Linked DNA regions of Rattus norvegicus: region 2 is linked to region 1. Evidence: chromatin contacts called from public Hi-C data. All regions are on one chromosome and are shown on one strand. The core of a region is the stretch at or near the end of the contact, and the rest is flanking DNA. Distances in the headings are between cores, read along the strand shown.

What was found. Hi-C and Micro-C count contacts between places; a contact is called where the count stands out from the background.
Region 2: a Hi-C map of the A7r5 cell line shows a contact between it and region 1, with 4 times the contacts expected there. The contact joins the promoter of H2aj here to the enhancer-like site in region 1. A contact is called at or near these places in 3 of 12 Hi-C or Micro-C datasets (the A7r5 cell line, frontal cortex and prefrontal cortex) and 1 of 1 datasets of contacts at active chromatin or transcription factors (oligodendrocytes).

Annotation. Positions count from the first base shown.
Region 1 is chr4:171,025,706-171,033,218 of GRCr8, forward strand. No RefSeq gene overlaps it. Among named protein-coding and RNA genes, the nearest start is that of Atf7ip, 88 kb to the right of the region's middle. Within about 2 kb of position 2,981, at least 10 of the 93 cell types and tissues checked have an H3K27ac peak or open chromatin away from gene starts, as enhancers often do. A contact at or near this core is called in the A7r5 cell line, where this site is marked.
Region 2 is chr4:171,404,032-171,411,544 of GRCr8, forward strand. It overlaps H2aj (H2A.J histone), which reads left to right and starts at 2,891. Exons shown (of 1, transcript NM_001109610.2): 1 at 2,891-3,375. The coding sequence starts at 2,925. The coding sequence ends at 3,314.

The sequences.
Region 1 (7,513 bases), core at 1,731-4,230:
AAAATGGGAACACCAAACCATGACATTGTGAAGGCCTGATCCCTCAGTCTAACTTGGAGACAAGTAATATATTAGAATATGGTTGAATATGCAGCCAAGAAGGTACCGTGCTGTGTTCCTGCAGCCAAGCTTGCCTCCTCCACGGAGTCACAGAGGGCTGAGTGGAGGCCATGTTTGTGGAGCTGGCCACAGTGAAAACATCACCCTGTGAAGAAGAAAAACAGATGGGCTATAGAGACGGCTCAGCAAATAAATGGAGGATCTGAGTTCAGGTAAAGCAATTGCAATAGTATCCATTTTTTTCCAAAGATTTATTTATTTATTATACATGAGTACACTGTAGCTGTCTTCAGACACACCAGAAGAGGGCATCAGATCTCATTACAGATGGTTGTGAGCCACCATGTGGTTGCTGGGATTTGAACTCAGGACCTCTGGAAGAGCAGCCATCTCTTTAGCCCAGTACCCATTGTTCTAAAAAGATAGAGCAAATTCCTGGAAGCTTTGTAGTCAGCTTGGCATAAAAATAGTGGATCCATCTCAAACAAGCTAGAAGGCAAGGACCTACATTCAAGGTTGTCCAACCTACAGAGGGGAGGGGAGGGAGTCAAGTGCAGGTTGTGGTAAACCCATGAACATGCAAGGGGTGGGGAGTTGGGAGGAAGAGGAAAGGAAAGTTGGGGAATAGCACACTCTACCCGCCCCCAAGTTGTGGTTAATCAAAGACAATTTCGACCCTAAAAAGATTTTAGGGTGACCAGAAAACGATTTGGTTGTCACAGCTGCTGCAATGTTAATAGCCGGGGCTAGAGGTTGAAGCCAGCGAGACAGGAAACACCCTCAACACACAGAAAGCCTCCCTCAGCAAATAAATGGTCTGACCGGAACAGGGCCAGGGTGAGAAACTGCTCTAAGGAAACTATAACCTTAGATTGACAAGGTTAGGGGCCCAGGGAGAGTGTAGAGTCCCAAAAACAGAAGGAACAAATTAAAGATGCCTCATCTCAAAAGGAAGAGTTGAGATTTCCTTCCAGATGTGAGAGAGCTGAACTTGATCATGTTTGCACAACAGAGAAAAATGGCTACAGGACAAGAATGGGTTAGAGATGTCTGGGTTGAGAAAGAAACGTTGTAACAATTCACTTGGGTTTGTTTTGTTTTGTTTTTGTTTTAATCACAGAGAATGTTTTGAGGGGAAATTGGATTTCAAGATTGAAAGTGCGGTAGCTGACTGTCTAAAGCAGTAGTTCTCACCTTCCTAACACTGCAACTACTCCCTGACCTTCTCAGACCACCGGCAGTGTAAAGAATGACTCCGAGACTTTTATAGAGTTAAAGCTTAGGCCTTTTGCTGGGGCAGTCACCCACCTACAGTTTAAACTTAACCTGACTATTCTAGCCTGCGACCTGTTTCATGGTGACTTGCTCTATACCTCCCTGCTCCCTTCTGGGTCGGCTTCCAAATCTCTTGCTTCAGTTTGCCTCTCCCCGCCACACTCTCTATCCAAAAATTCCGCCCTTGTACTTTCTGGCCCAGCTATTCCCTGTCAGATCTTTATTGTAACCAATCAGCGGTAAGACAGTGCTTGATACATCTGCCTGATACATCTCTTAGCTTGCCTTTAGGCAGGTGAGAAAGACACAAAAGAACCACACCCCCCCCCCCCCCCCCCCCCCCGCCATGGGCCAGAGAAATGACACTACCAAAATCCTGCAGGCACTCAGCTCCCTGCTGGCACAGAATTAATAATTGAAAAGACAAGGGCACACCTTCATACAATTTGAGGAAGGTCACCCCAATAGTGACCCTGTAATACAGTTCAGCACGCTGTGGTGACCCAGCCATAAAATTATTTTTGATGCTACTTCATAACTGTAATTTTGCTACTGTTATGAATCATAATGTAAATATGTGATATACAGCATATCTGATATGTGACCCCTGTGAAAGAGGCATTCAGTCCCCCAAAGGTGTCACAACCCACGGGTTGAGAACCTGTGTGATCTAATGGCTTCAAGAGTCCAGGTGAGGATTAAGTGAAACCCCAGCTGTACCTCTGTTCTTGACTCCCTCCCTCCCTCCCCCCCACTCCGCTCACCACAGCTTCTGCTCACTCGGGCCCAGCCTCCTTCTTTATGAATACCAGACTTCAGCTGCAGTTCTTACACTTGCCCTACTAGACTGGCAGCCCAGTGTGACCTGTTCCTCTAGTTTTGTCTTTGAAATTTCACTCTAGCCCTCTGTACCCAAGACAGGGTCGGAACTGATCCACTCCTTAGCCCTTTAGATGCTAACTCCTTAAAAAAAAAAAAAAAAGATTGTGGGGCAGGGGCGGGGGGAGGGGAGTTTTGGGGAGGGGCACTTGGGATATACTTTAGAGTGCTTGTTTAGCGTGTACAGAACTCAGTGTGATCTCCAGCACAACATAAACTCACCAAGATGACATACTCCTGTAAGTGGAGGCTGGAGAATTAGATGTTTGAGGCTAGCCTGGGCTACATGAAACCCTGTCTCACAAAAAAAAAAAAAAAAAAAACCCAAACAAACAAACAAAAACAACAAGCAACAGGACTGGAGAGATGACTCATCAGTCGAGAGCAAGTACTGCTCTTGCATAGGACCTGAGTTCAAATCCCAGCACTGGTGGTTCACAAATGCCTATAACTCCAGTTCTAGAGGATCTGATGCCTTCATCTGGCCTCCTTGGACACCTACACACACACACACACACACACACACACACACACACACACACTCACACACACACACACACACGCACTCACATACACTCACACACACACATACACACACACACACTCCAATTAAAAAATAAATGTTTAGTTTTTAAAGAAACAAAAAGAGGGTGAGAGGAGAAGGCAAGGTTTGGAAATCACTTCCTTTATCCCTTTGGAAAAGGCTCTGTCTTCCCCTCTGTGTCTGACTCTCTCTCCTTCCTGCTCTCTCCTGCCAAGTCAGCACCACAGCCACACACCACATTCCAGGCCAACCACCATGTGTATCTGAGGTATTTCCTGCATACTTGTGTGGACTAAGGAAATATTGCAAAACAGAAACTTAAGAATGCTCTCCCAGCTTTCTTCTCCTCCAGTCCACCCCACCTCACCCCACGGTCTTTGGCTGCTCCCCACTAGCTGGATCCAATCAGAATCTAGCAAGAAACAAGCTCACTAGTGCATTGAAATAGTCCAGCCTCAGCCTACCCAAGACCCAACCTATGCAAGAAGAGAGGGACTTGAGTCTGGACAAGGAGAGAAATCCGTAAATCCCCTTCCCAACCTCTGTACCTGTGAGATACTTCGTGGAAAATCGTCATGCGTTGTTCAAGCTCGCTGCAATCCCGACTCCTGAAATCGGGTTTTCAGAGTATATTTGTCTCAAAGTGTTCTTCAAGGCCCCTTGTCTGAGTGTGAGATGGTTCCATTAAATGTGGCATGGCGGGGCTGGGGATTTAGCGCAGTGGTAGAGCGCTTGCCTAAGAAGCACAAGGCCCTGGGTTCGGTCCCCAGCTCCGAAAAAAGAACCAAAAAAAAAAAAAAAAAAAAAAATGTGGCATGGCGACAGAGAGCAGCAAACAGCCCCAAAGTGAAAACACTGTGTCCTTGAGAACAGCTGGAAGATGAACCGTTTCCTACAGAGGCCACTGTCTTTTCTCCCGTTATATAAAGATGCGGGGGCGGGGGGCGGGGACACACACCGTTTGCCCACAGACAGAAAGCTCAACCTGGGACTCCAGCTGATGCCTCAACCACCCCAGGTTCTTTTGGATGTTGTGAGCACCTTGTGTGATGATGTCACCTTCCCGAAATTATTTGCTTGGAAGCCCGGTGGAGGGAAACACCCTACTCTGACAAACCTGTAGCTATCAAGAACTCCAGCGGGCTACCTTAACGGGGTCTTCCCGGTCAATTTCTCCTGGATAATTTGAGCACCTGATTTGATGATGGTTTACTGTCCATCTATCCAACACTTACTGTTTTGACTTTTTCTTTGGCTTGCTGTAGACTCATCAAACTCACTCATACGAAATAAAAAATGCATCTGCCACAGATTGTTCTCTGCACTGTTCAGCACAGAACACTGTGCAGCTGAGGTAGAGAAGTAAAGTAGTACCCAGGCAGTGGTGGCACATTCCTTTAATCCCCAGCACTCGGAGGCAGAGGCAGGTGGATCTCTTGAGTTGGAGATGTTGATCCTGAGATTCGCCAGAAAAAAATCAACTCCAGCATTTTGGGTCAAATTTGAAGCAAACTTTATTAAATATTAAATACTGACCAAGGGATAGACTTTGGTTAGGTCTGTTACTCAGATTTTCCCACCTGAGAATGGCCTCCAGCCTGATGTTGCAGGGGCTCATATGGACAAACCAATAGGCCACTGTACTTTTCCCATGAGGCTTTGTTATTTCCCGAGAACTACAAATTCCCAGCATTCATGGAAGTGACCTGGTGTCTTGGCAGGTAGGGCTTACAGGTTAACTTTGGGCATTACAGAGGGCTGACTGTGTTGTACAGAACAAGTTCCAGGATTAGCCAGGGCTACACAGAGAACCCCTGTCTGGAAAGACAAACAACAAAAAAGCAAAGGATTACTGATGTTCTCAAAGCCCCTCCCCTCCTCTCCTGTCTCCCTAAAGGTGACTATTGGTCTGTGAGTTTATCTCAGCTGCTACAGTGCCTGTCCAGCCTGTACAAGGGTTCAATCCCCAGCACCACATACACTGGGCATGGTGGCACACCTGTTCTCCCAGCACTGGGGAAGTAGAGGCAGGGAGATCAGAAATTCAAGATCATTTTCTAGTACATAGCAACTTGGAGATCAGCCTGGGCCACTGGAGACACTGGAAAGAGGGAGGAAGGGAGGGAGGGAGGGATGGACAGATGGATGGACAGACAGAAATCACTCAATCTTACCAGAAGCCAAGACCCTTCCACTTGTCCCACATGAATCACTCTGGCACTAATGCTCATCCCTAACCCTTTTTATTTTGATTTTGAAACAAAGTCTTGCTAAGTTATGGAGCAGACTGGCTTTGAACTCACCCTGTAACTCACAAAAAACCTCCAGTTTGCAATTCCTTCTGCCTCTGCCACCTGACATCGACTGTCTTGAAACATGTGCTTCTTCCTCCTGAAAACTCACACCTTTCTACCAAACAGACTCAGACCTCAAAAATTTGGGGAATTACCTGATGTTCCCTTTATGTTTATAAGCGTTCTATAAATGGGGCTGGAGATGGAGAGATAGCTCGACAGTCAAGAGTGCCTGCTGCTCTTTCAGAGATGGGAGTTCTTTCCCTGCAACTAGAAGGCAGCTCCCAGATACCTGAAGCCCCAGCTCCAGGAGGATTCTGGCCTCCACCTGCTCAGGGTTGCAAAGTTACACAGAGACATGAACCCACAAAAAGCAAATCTTTTTAAAAATTTTTATCTTACAAGAATAATGAAATTAAAGCTTTACTAAAAGATTATTCAGTAATGTTTTTTCTGCCATTTCAATGTTTACTTTTTTTAAACAATTTTCATTATATATTTGGCTCTAGGCCTTTGTTTTCTGTTTTCATGAGCTATGTTATTTGTTTATAAAAACCAATACAGTAACACCTAACGGTTTATAATTCTTCACTTTTTACACAAAGGCTACAGTGAAGGTTTTCATAGATTTCTCCTTTCTGAAATGTGTAAGGTTCTCTCTATGGCAAAATCATAACTATCTTGGTCTGAATCCTCTAAAACAAAACAAACAAAAACAAACAAAAACAAAAACAAAAAAACCAGCACGCGAAGTGAAGATTAAGTTATTGATGTGTGGTTGAAGAGGCACAAGCCTGGGGCAGCCAGCAGAAGGAAACATGCAGCTCGGGTAAGAAGATATAAGGCACACACAACGCCACACTGCAACATGCTGGCTCCTGAATCATAAATCACAAAAAGATGGGTGACAGCAGGCAACTCTTGAACAAGTGTTTGAAGAGGAAACGATGCCCTAGCAGAACCCAAGGAACTGGAGAAGGGTTCTTATCTGCCTACCTCCCTTCCCCTCTCCCTTTTCACCCCATAAACTTGAGTTCCCCCGTCTGTTGTACCATCTGGCTTCTTGCCAGACACGTAGGCAGTCAAATCCCATTATCCCCTGTATAACATTGTTTCCAAGCCTTCCTTTTCTATAAACAGAATTTATGCTAAATAAACTTCCCGAAAGTCTGGGCCTCACGTTTAGATTCCCACCAGCCCAGGAAGTTCAGGAAGGATGCCAGTAAAGACTGCGTGGTCGACCACTGAAACCAGGATAGAGGCAGGAAGAAGTAGTTACAGGATCTGAGGAACCAGTGTGTGCTGAATAAACCATATGCATGTTCCTAGCTGTACTTGGTGCTAACGAACTGTTCTCCAACACAATCACAATTCCACCCTACAGCTAAATTCTAACTGTTTCCTCCGGTCTTTGTTTCCTTGGGTGGGGAGCTGCTTTTGTTCGTTTACTGTGTATAAGAATTTTGCCTGCATGCACCAGTGTGCACCACACGTGTGTCTTACAGTGACAAAGGTTGACACCCTAGTACCAGAGTTGAAGGACCCAAAAGGCTCTCGCCAGCCTTTCACCCACCTGCCTCGGGTTAAGGCTAGGCCAATTTCCATCCTCCACCCACAGGAACATTCTGGAGTAAAACTTCCTCAGAATGTACTGATTGGTAGTCACCTGACCCTCTGGAAAGTGCCAGGTCATGATCTGCCCATGCTTGCTTGCCAATAGATTTAAAGGTCAATACGCTTAGCCAGTAAGTTTGAACTGTAACCTTGCTGAGGTAGCCTGTGCCTCTAAAACGTATGAAAACTGCTTGTAGTAGCCATTCAGGATAGCCTTCTTGTCACTCACTACAAGGGACTGATGGAGGGTCGACCCTGACACTTTGGAAAATAAACCTCTTGCTTTTGCATCAATATGCATGTTGGTGTCTCACTTGGGCAGGGTCGGTGGGGTGGGGTGTATCAAAGTTAGTATCACTGACCGAGGGGCGGAGTCTTACAGAGTTATAGGTGGTTGTAAGTTGCCCTGTGGATGCTGGGAATTGAACCCAGGTCCTCTGCAAGAGCAGCCGATGCTCTTAACCACTGAGCCATCTGTCCAGTCACTGCTCCATATTTTTGCCAACACGTGGTATCTATCCTGTTGCGTAAATTTAACTAATTGACTTGCTGTGTGGTGGCGTTAAAACGATTTTAGTTGGGACCTGGGGAGATGGCTCAGAGGTTAAGAGCACTGGCTGCTCTCCCAGAGGTCTTGAGTTCCAATTCCCAGCAACCACCTGGTGCCTCATAACCATCTGTAGTGAGATCCGGTGCTCTCTTCTAGCCTGCAGGCATGCGTGCAGGAGGAACACTATACACATTAAATAAATAAACCTTTTTAAATTTTTATTTTAATTGGCATTATTTAATTCATTGTCAATGAAACTGTGTTTTTCCCATTGCTCAATCAATTACCTTGTTGTGT
Region 2 (7,513 bases), core at 1,641-4,140, 380 kb after region 1:
CAGCAGGGAGAGGGCGGAGCTCTAGGCTCCACCCCCTGGATCTTTGCGCTCTGCTAGCTACCAAGACCTGGAAAGAAAAAAGAAAACCTTTGTGTTTCCTCTCCAAACTTCAGGAACTCTAGCATATTTGAAAGTTTAAACAATATAAGGTAACTACCTATCCTCCTTTTTAAGCACAAATAAAAACGGCGTGTCATGCTTGCCATCTACAGTGCGCGCTGATTCGATATTTTCTAAGCAGCATGTTTTTTCTTGCACAATTTTGCTGTGAAAATGAAAAGAAGCTATATAGCAATAGAAATCTAGCTTACTAGATCTTATACCAAAGCAGTTTCCATTTCGCGTGTGAGTCTTTTGAGGGGATGGGAGAAGTGTTTCAGTGCTTTCTTTTGTGACCACGATAAGAGAATTATTTAATTCCCACTAAAGTTCCTGTTGGTTTCAACTGTTTCTGCAGTGTGTGGGTTTTTCTGCTTCTCCTGTCTTGCAAACATATTAGTATTTGCTTTTCAGCCAACTGTTTCTATAGTAAACTCAGCTGAACTATTGTAACTTGTCATTAAGATCCAAGGTTCTCATTGCTTGCATGTAAAAGAGACTCGGTGATTCACATCTGTAATCTAGGCTCTGTGGAGGCTGAGGCAGGAGGATTGCCAAGAGCTGGAGGCCAGCCTAGGTTAGACAGACTCAAATACATTTCCCCTCCTCTCCCTTCAAATGGCTTGTAAAGTACCAGAAGTCAGAAGCATGGCTCTGAATAACAGGACTGTCCTCACGTTTATTTCGTTTTTAAGACAGCAGAGTTTAAGGGAGGGGTCATAATACTTTCCCAAGTAATGCATGTTGAGGATTACATATTTTAACAAATTGTTGGTCTGTAATCTTAAAAAGAAAACTTCCCAGCAGGAAAACTGTTTTTTAAAGTTTTGTACTTATAAATGCTTTTAAGTTACAGTATTTTACAATTTTCATTAGTTCCATTATCTCAGACAGGTCTCTTTTGTTTGTTCCCTCCCTGTTTCTTAGAGATTAGTTGAGCTCTGGGATAGCTTGAGGGGGGAAAGCCTGAATGGTTAAATTTTACCTCATGACATCACTTATTGTGTTACTTCAGAAATGTGGTAAACTGAAGTATCCGAGTGAACCAGACGGGGGAAAACACCTTATTTTGTTTCAAATGCCAAGGCCCTATAATCTGAACATGTAAGAACAATTTGAGGCATTCTTCTTCCAGTGTCTAAGCCTAAGAGTAAGCTAAAGTCTTGATGGAGCACCAAGACCCGCAGCAGGCAAGCAAGGCAGAGGGTCCTCATCTCTGGAACCCAGTGGTTCTTCTCCAGCTCATACATACGAGTAATGTTAACTTTTGGCTTAGCAGATTCGTCTGTGCTATTCATACAGACACCATTCCTGCCTAGTCTGTGACTGTGAGACCCTGAGAAGGAAGGGACTGTCCCTGTGAGCAGCAACAGTGTCCAAGGACCAGCCTCCTGGGGTATAGGGAGGGCAGGCCAAAGAACCAGCTTTTGTCCTAGGCTGGTGGCTGCACACAACTTTAAGCCCAGCACCAGGGAAGCAGGCAGATCTCTGAGTTCAAGCCAGCCTGGTCCACATAGGGAGTTCGGGGCAGTCAGGGCTACACAAAGTCTCAAAAACAAAAACAGTCAGAAAACCCAGAAATCCTCTTTTGCAGCTACCTCTCCAGGTGTGGAGGGGGATGATGTGCTTCGTTCTAGGCAGGCCGAGTTCACCCAGTAAGCTATATAGTTGAGGTGGAAGAGCTCGGACACAGACTCCTGGAGTCAGAGCATTACCGATTTGGATGTCCCCATTGGATACACTGGAGACCCTAATTTGCATAAGTACGGTATGAGGGCACAAGGCTGCTCTTCCGAGCGATCCTTAATTTTGTATTGTCTCCAGGTCCAGATTCAGTTCAAGTTTTTCATCCTCCTGCATCAGCTGGGTTTATTCATAGTCACCGAACACCAAACTATGCATACTGTTGTGTTTTAAAAAAAAGAAAAAGAAGCCAAGGGTGTTTGGTAGAGGAGCGGTATTGTGCAGGAGTCCGGGTGCATCTGTGGGCCATGCTGAGGCATCCTTTCCCCCTGAGGTACCAGCCACAGGACTAGGTATAGTAGTTTATTTAGGGCATGGGGAGGGGAGTTGAGGGGTAGTAGAGACAAAGGCGGGGGGAGAGGGCATGAACACGTGGAGGGAGGTGTAGGGGAATGGAAAGGGAAGGGACAGGCGGGTAAAGAGAGTAAGAGAAAAGTGAGGAGGGGGCAAGCAGCCCCTTTCATAGTGAGCCAGTCAGCCCTGGCTATTGCCAGGTAACTGTGGGGCGGAGCGTAAAGGAAGTGCCAACATCATAATTTTTATTTTTTGAGATAAGGTCTCACTTCTTAGCTTTGTCTATAACTCACAATGTAGCCCAGGCTGTCTTTGTACTTGCGATTTCCTACTTCATCTCCTCCAAGAGCTGGGATTGCCAACTCGAACCAAATATGGCTTTGCTTAACTCCCTTTTTCCCCTGCCCTCCCTCCGTACCTTCTTTCTCATTAGGCTGGTCTGGATCTTGGAATAGCTACACCTGACTTTAGGCTTCTAGCAATCCTGCCTAGGCTATCCTAGTGCCGGGATTACAGAAGCGAACCACGCAGTTAACTCCACATCCTAAGCACCCAATTCCAACAAGATTGAGTATACCTGTGAGCTATGTAAATTAGGACTAGAAATTTGCGCTTTTGATTGGGAGGCATCTGGAAGGGCGGGGCCTCTGCTTTCGCGAGCTGATTGGGTGAGGCACCTGTCTGTCACGGGCGGCAGCCACTGCAGTTTGGCTAGGCAGTTCCGGGGTGGCGCGCGGCGTCCCGGAACTGAGCGAGCCGGTGTTGGAACTTCAGGAGCCGGGTCCAGCATGTCCGGGCGAGGCAAGCAGGGGGGTAAGGTGCGGGCCAAGGCCAAGTCGCGCTCGTCGCGCGCGGGCCTCCAGTTCCCCGTGGGCCGTGTTCACCGGCTGCTGCGCAAGGGCAACTACGCGGAGCGCGTGGGCGCGGGAGCGCCCGTGTACCTGGCGGCGGTGCTGGAGTACCTGACGGCCGAGATCCTGGAACTGGCGGGCAACGCGGCGAGGGACAACAAGAAGACGCGCATCATCCCTCGCCACCTGCAGCTGGCTATCCGCAACGACGAAGAGCTCAACAAGCTTCTGGGCCGTGTGACCATCGCGCAGGGCGGTGTCCTGCCCAACATCCAGGCCGTGCTGCTGCCCAAGAAGACGGAGAGCCAGAAGGTGAAGAGCAAGTGAACTCTACCGGTGCTGAGCCCGCTACAGTCCGCAGCCAATAAAGTCGGTGAAAAGCGAGTAATCCCGAGAGCTGTGTAGTCACGGGACCGACGGGGTGTTGGGTGGGGACGAGTCTCAAACTTAAGCGGGACACAGGCCACCCGTGTGGCCATGTGCGAGCTGGAGGAACCCAGCGTTTGGGTTGGGAGATCCCCCTTGCATCACAGTGGGCAGGAGAAGCGGAGCCAGTGCGGGGAGGCTGCTTTGAAATTGACTTTGCCCAAGTCCCCAGTCCTCAGGGAAAAGTGGTAGGGGAGGTGTTTTGAGCTGTGAACAAGAAGCTGCCCCGCTGGTCATACTTAGAAAGGTTGAGCAGTTTGGAAAAGACAAGAACTTAGGATCCTTGGTGGGTGGTAGTTATTCACTATTTTAAGCTAATAGATGTTACCTATTCGCGATCAGAGTGCCAGGCATCTTCACCTCGCACGCTTGTGTTCACGATTCTTTAAAGTGAAATAACTTGTGTAATACGGAAGTGAGTCGTGGAGTTTGCTCTCTGGATGGTGTTGCATAACAGCGGGGCCCACAGTCTTAAGTAGTGTACGTTTAGCTGCTCTTAAAATGATTGTCTCTTGTTGCTTACGGTGGTGCCCTCTCACCATCTCTGTATTTCGGAAGTAGAACGATATTCGTTGTTACATAGCAAGTTCAAGGCCATTCCTGAACTACATTAGATCATAATGCACACACGTGTGTGTGTTTGTATATATGTGTATGTATATATACATACATACATACATAACATATATACATTTCCTCTCGAGTTTTAGCTTCCTAACAACCTCTTTTGTTTTTACTTAAAACCAAACCCAACTTTTAGGGATGACTGTTAACTTTCCTGAAATCTGGTTTCTTGTTTTCCCATAGCTGTAGAGTTGTGTGATGGCACGGTAATGAAGGGAAGGGTCATGTGAGTTAACACGGAGAGACCAACACTAGGGCTCTGGAAATTTGATTTTTCTCTTGGCTGTTCATTTCATGCTCAGTAACTCTATCCACAGGATCCACAAAACATCCCAGGGTAGGTTTCACTCTGGGCTTATCCCCCCCCCCCCCCCCCGGGGGGTTGTCAGAGTTGAAGTCTTCCTCTTCATTTGCAGTATTTTCTCTCGAAATTTATTTCATCCCCAGTATCGGTTTGATATCCACATATGCCACGGGCCAGTATCTGGGAGGATACAGCTGTGAATAAGGCCAGCTAGGTTCCACTGTCCTGAAACCCACGTTTGTTTTTTTTTTTTTCATGGTTTCTGATGACAGGAAAAAGGACAAATAAATAATATATTACAAATCGGTGTCTGTTAGTGTTTGGTTCTCCACTGTTTGTGTTGACATTGGAATTCTTGGCGCTCATCTTGAAAGATGTACAAAGGCTTGTCACACCGTTGATAAAGAGGCAGGTTGTCCCCTCTGACACCGGAGGAGAACAGACTCCAGTGGCATTGTGGGCAATTTCAGGAGGTAAGCTTTTCATGATACAATTTTGGAAGACTAAGATTATTTTAGGAACTATGTATTAGCATTCGGTGCTTACATTGAAAAATACCATCTACGAGGACTAAGGGTTTGCCCTGGTGACAAAGTATAGATAAATATGAGCAGGTAAGATGTGACCAAATATTGGCTCACTGTTGACAGGATCAGAAGTGTGCCCGCCCTATTGTAGCTTGGTGAACCAGTGAGTTTAAGTTGGGGTTCCTTATAAACAGCAACATTGGTGGCTGTACCATTGGGAAAAAATAGCTGTAAATCCTGGGGAGTGGTAAGAGTGGAAGGGACCTTTGTGAGTCTCTTCCCCAGTGACCATAAATCATGGGGTGACAAGGACAGGTCCTTTGTCATACCTGTAGGACAGCTTTTCCTAGGATAAATTTTAAAGGACTGTAGCCAGGTGTGATTTAGACCCAAATTCCAGAACGTGGGAAACTGAGGAAGACCCTGGAAGGCCAGTCTGAGATACATGTTCCCAGACAGGGCTGCACAGGAGACTGGCTCAAATGATATTCACTTGTCAGAACTGTGATATCCCTTCAAGCTAATAGATAAGCAGTCACCCACTGTATGCACGCGGACAGACTCAGTCTAGTTTCCTAGTGCTGGTTTTGATAGAGTCTAATATACAAAAGATAAGCGTCTGAAAGATACTTACCAACGTCAGGAAGAGAAAAGGACAAAGGTGGGAAGACCAAACCCATCTGTCCTTTTCTCACGATTCTTTAATCTTCCCTGGTACTGGAAGAGCAAGCTAAAAAGATACAAGATAACTGCCATTTCCACCCAACCTTCATTGCTCCAGAGATACTTAGAATCCCTTCAAATACTATACTGAGAGTTGTTGGAAATTGGCAGAAACATTCTGCAAAATCAGCTCGTCCTGTGGTTCTTGATAAAGTTCTTGAGGTTAATTTAAAGGGCTAGTGTTTCATACAGGAGACTAAAGACAGCATGGCCTGAAGTCAGACTGGGTAGACTTACAGTGCTTGGTTTTATTTGCACACTGACCCTTTCCTGCAGAGAACAGCAGTTCAGTGACACAGGGTATAGTGTGGGCAGGACTTGTTTCCCTGCAGAGCCAGGTGTGACTTTGGATCCCAGAGAACTGGTCTATTAAATTTTGCGTTTCTGGAAAGAAAAGGTTTAACTCATGCCATTGTTGGCACTGACTGGCATGCTAAATCCCGACTCCACAAATCCAGAGGCAAGGCTAAATGCTCTGGTGATTAAGTACATAAGCTTGAGAGAATCGGACTTGGGTTCCGACCCAATTACTTCTCCATTGTCAAAACACCACGACCAAGGCAACTTCCAAAGAAAACTTTTATTTGGGGCTTGCTTACAGAGGCTAAGTCCATGGCAGGCATGATGGCTCAGTGGCTGAGGGCTTATATCTGATCCACAAATGGGAGGCAGAAAGATTGGGCCTGGCATGGGCTTTTGAGTGACACCTCCAGCAAGGTCACACCTAATCCTTATCAGAAACACTTTTGCCAACCAGAGACCAAGGATTTTAGATACCTGAACGATGAGAGCCATTGTCATTCAAGCCACCAAAAGTTCACATATTCCAGTCATCCGGTTTGCAAACACTTGGCCCATTCAAAACTATCAAATGGGTTTCTGTTTTCTGTGGCTTGAAGGGAGCCAGGAAGGGTTGAAGGAAGCTGAGGGGACTGACAAGGCTCAGGAGGCCCTGTGCACGACTAGGAGAGATGGGGAGGCTTGGTAAGGTGGCCTCTGGCACTTAAACTGGTTTGCCAACTTGACAACCTAGTGTCACCTGAGGAGAGGAACCTCAATTAAGAAAATGTCTCCATCAGATCGGCCTGTAGAGGGCATTATCTTGTTCAGTAGTTGATGTGGAAGGGTGGGCCCAATCCACTGTGGATAGTGATACCCCTTACCTGATCCTAGGAGGTGTATGAAAGGTAGCTAAAGGCCAGTAAGCAGCACCCCTTCACAGCTTCAGTGCCTGTGCTACTTTCCCTTCAGGATGGGCTGTGAGCTGCAGGACAAATAAACCCTTTCCTCCCCAGGTTGCTTTTGGCCTTGGTGTTTACCACAATAGAAAGCAAACTAGGGACACCACTCACCGTGCTCTTAAGTAACATCAAACAATTCCCAATCCATTGGTTCACCAAGATGGGAGTGGATTGGCCTGCTCTTCTGGGTTGAATTTTCATCTCCAGGTAAGTCAGTGGTTTTGAGGAGTCTGGCAATGCAAATGAGGGTACTAGGTTTCCCATGTAGAAAGGGGTTCGATGACCCCATTGTGGTGAGGTGAGCCTGTGATCCCTACCTAATCCACATATCCTAGCATAGGTCTGTATCTACAGCGGTGACATAAACAGAGCACTTTGGTGAAACCACAATTCTGAGTGTGACAAGAAATCAAATCAGGTTTGTAAGCCATCCCCTCTTTTCCTACAGATGGAATCGATATATTCAATGTTAGGCTTCATGAATACAATTTTCAAATAAAACCAGCAACACATTTGGAACTGCTTTGATAATCAAAAACTTTTTTCAGGTAACTGGTAGCAGAAATCTCTCCCAAGAACATAGATTCAATCAAGAATATTAAAAATCAGACTCAGGCCAAACTGGAGAGCAATTCTGTTTATGCAGAAATATACTTACCATGCCAACCTGATAATGTAATT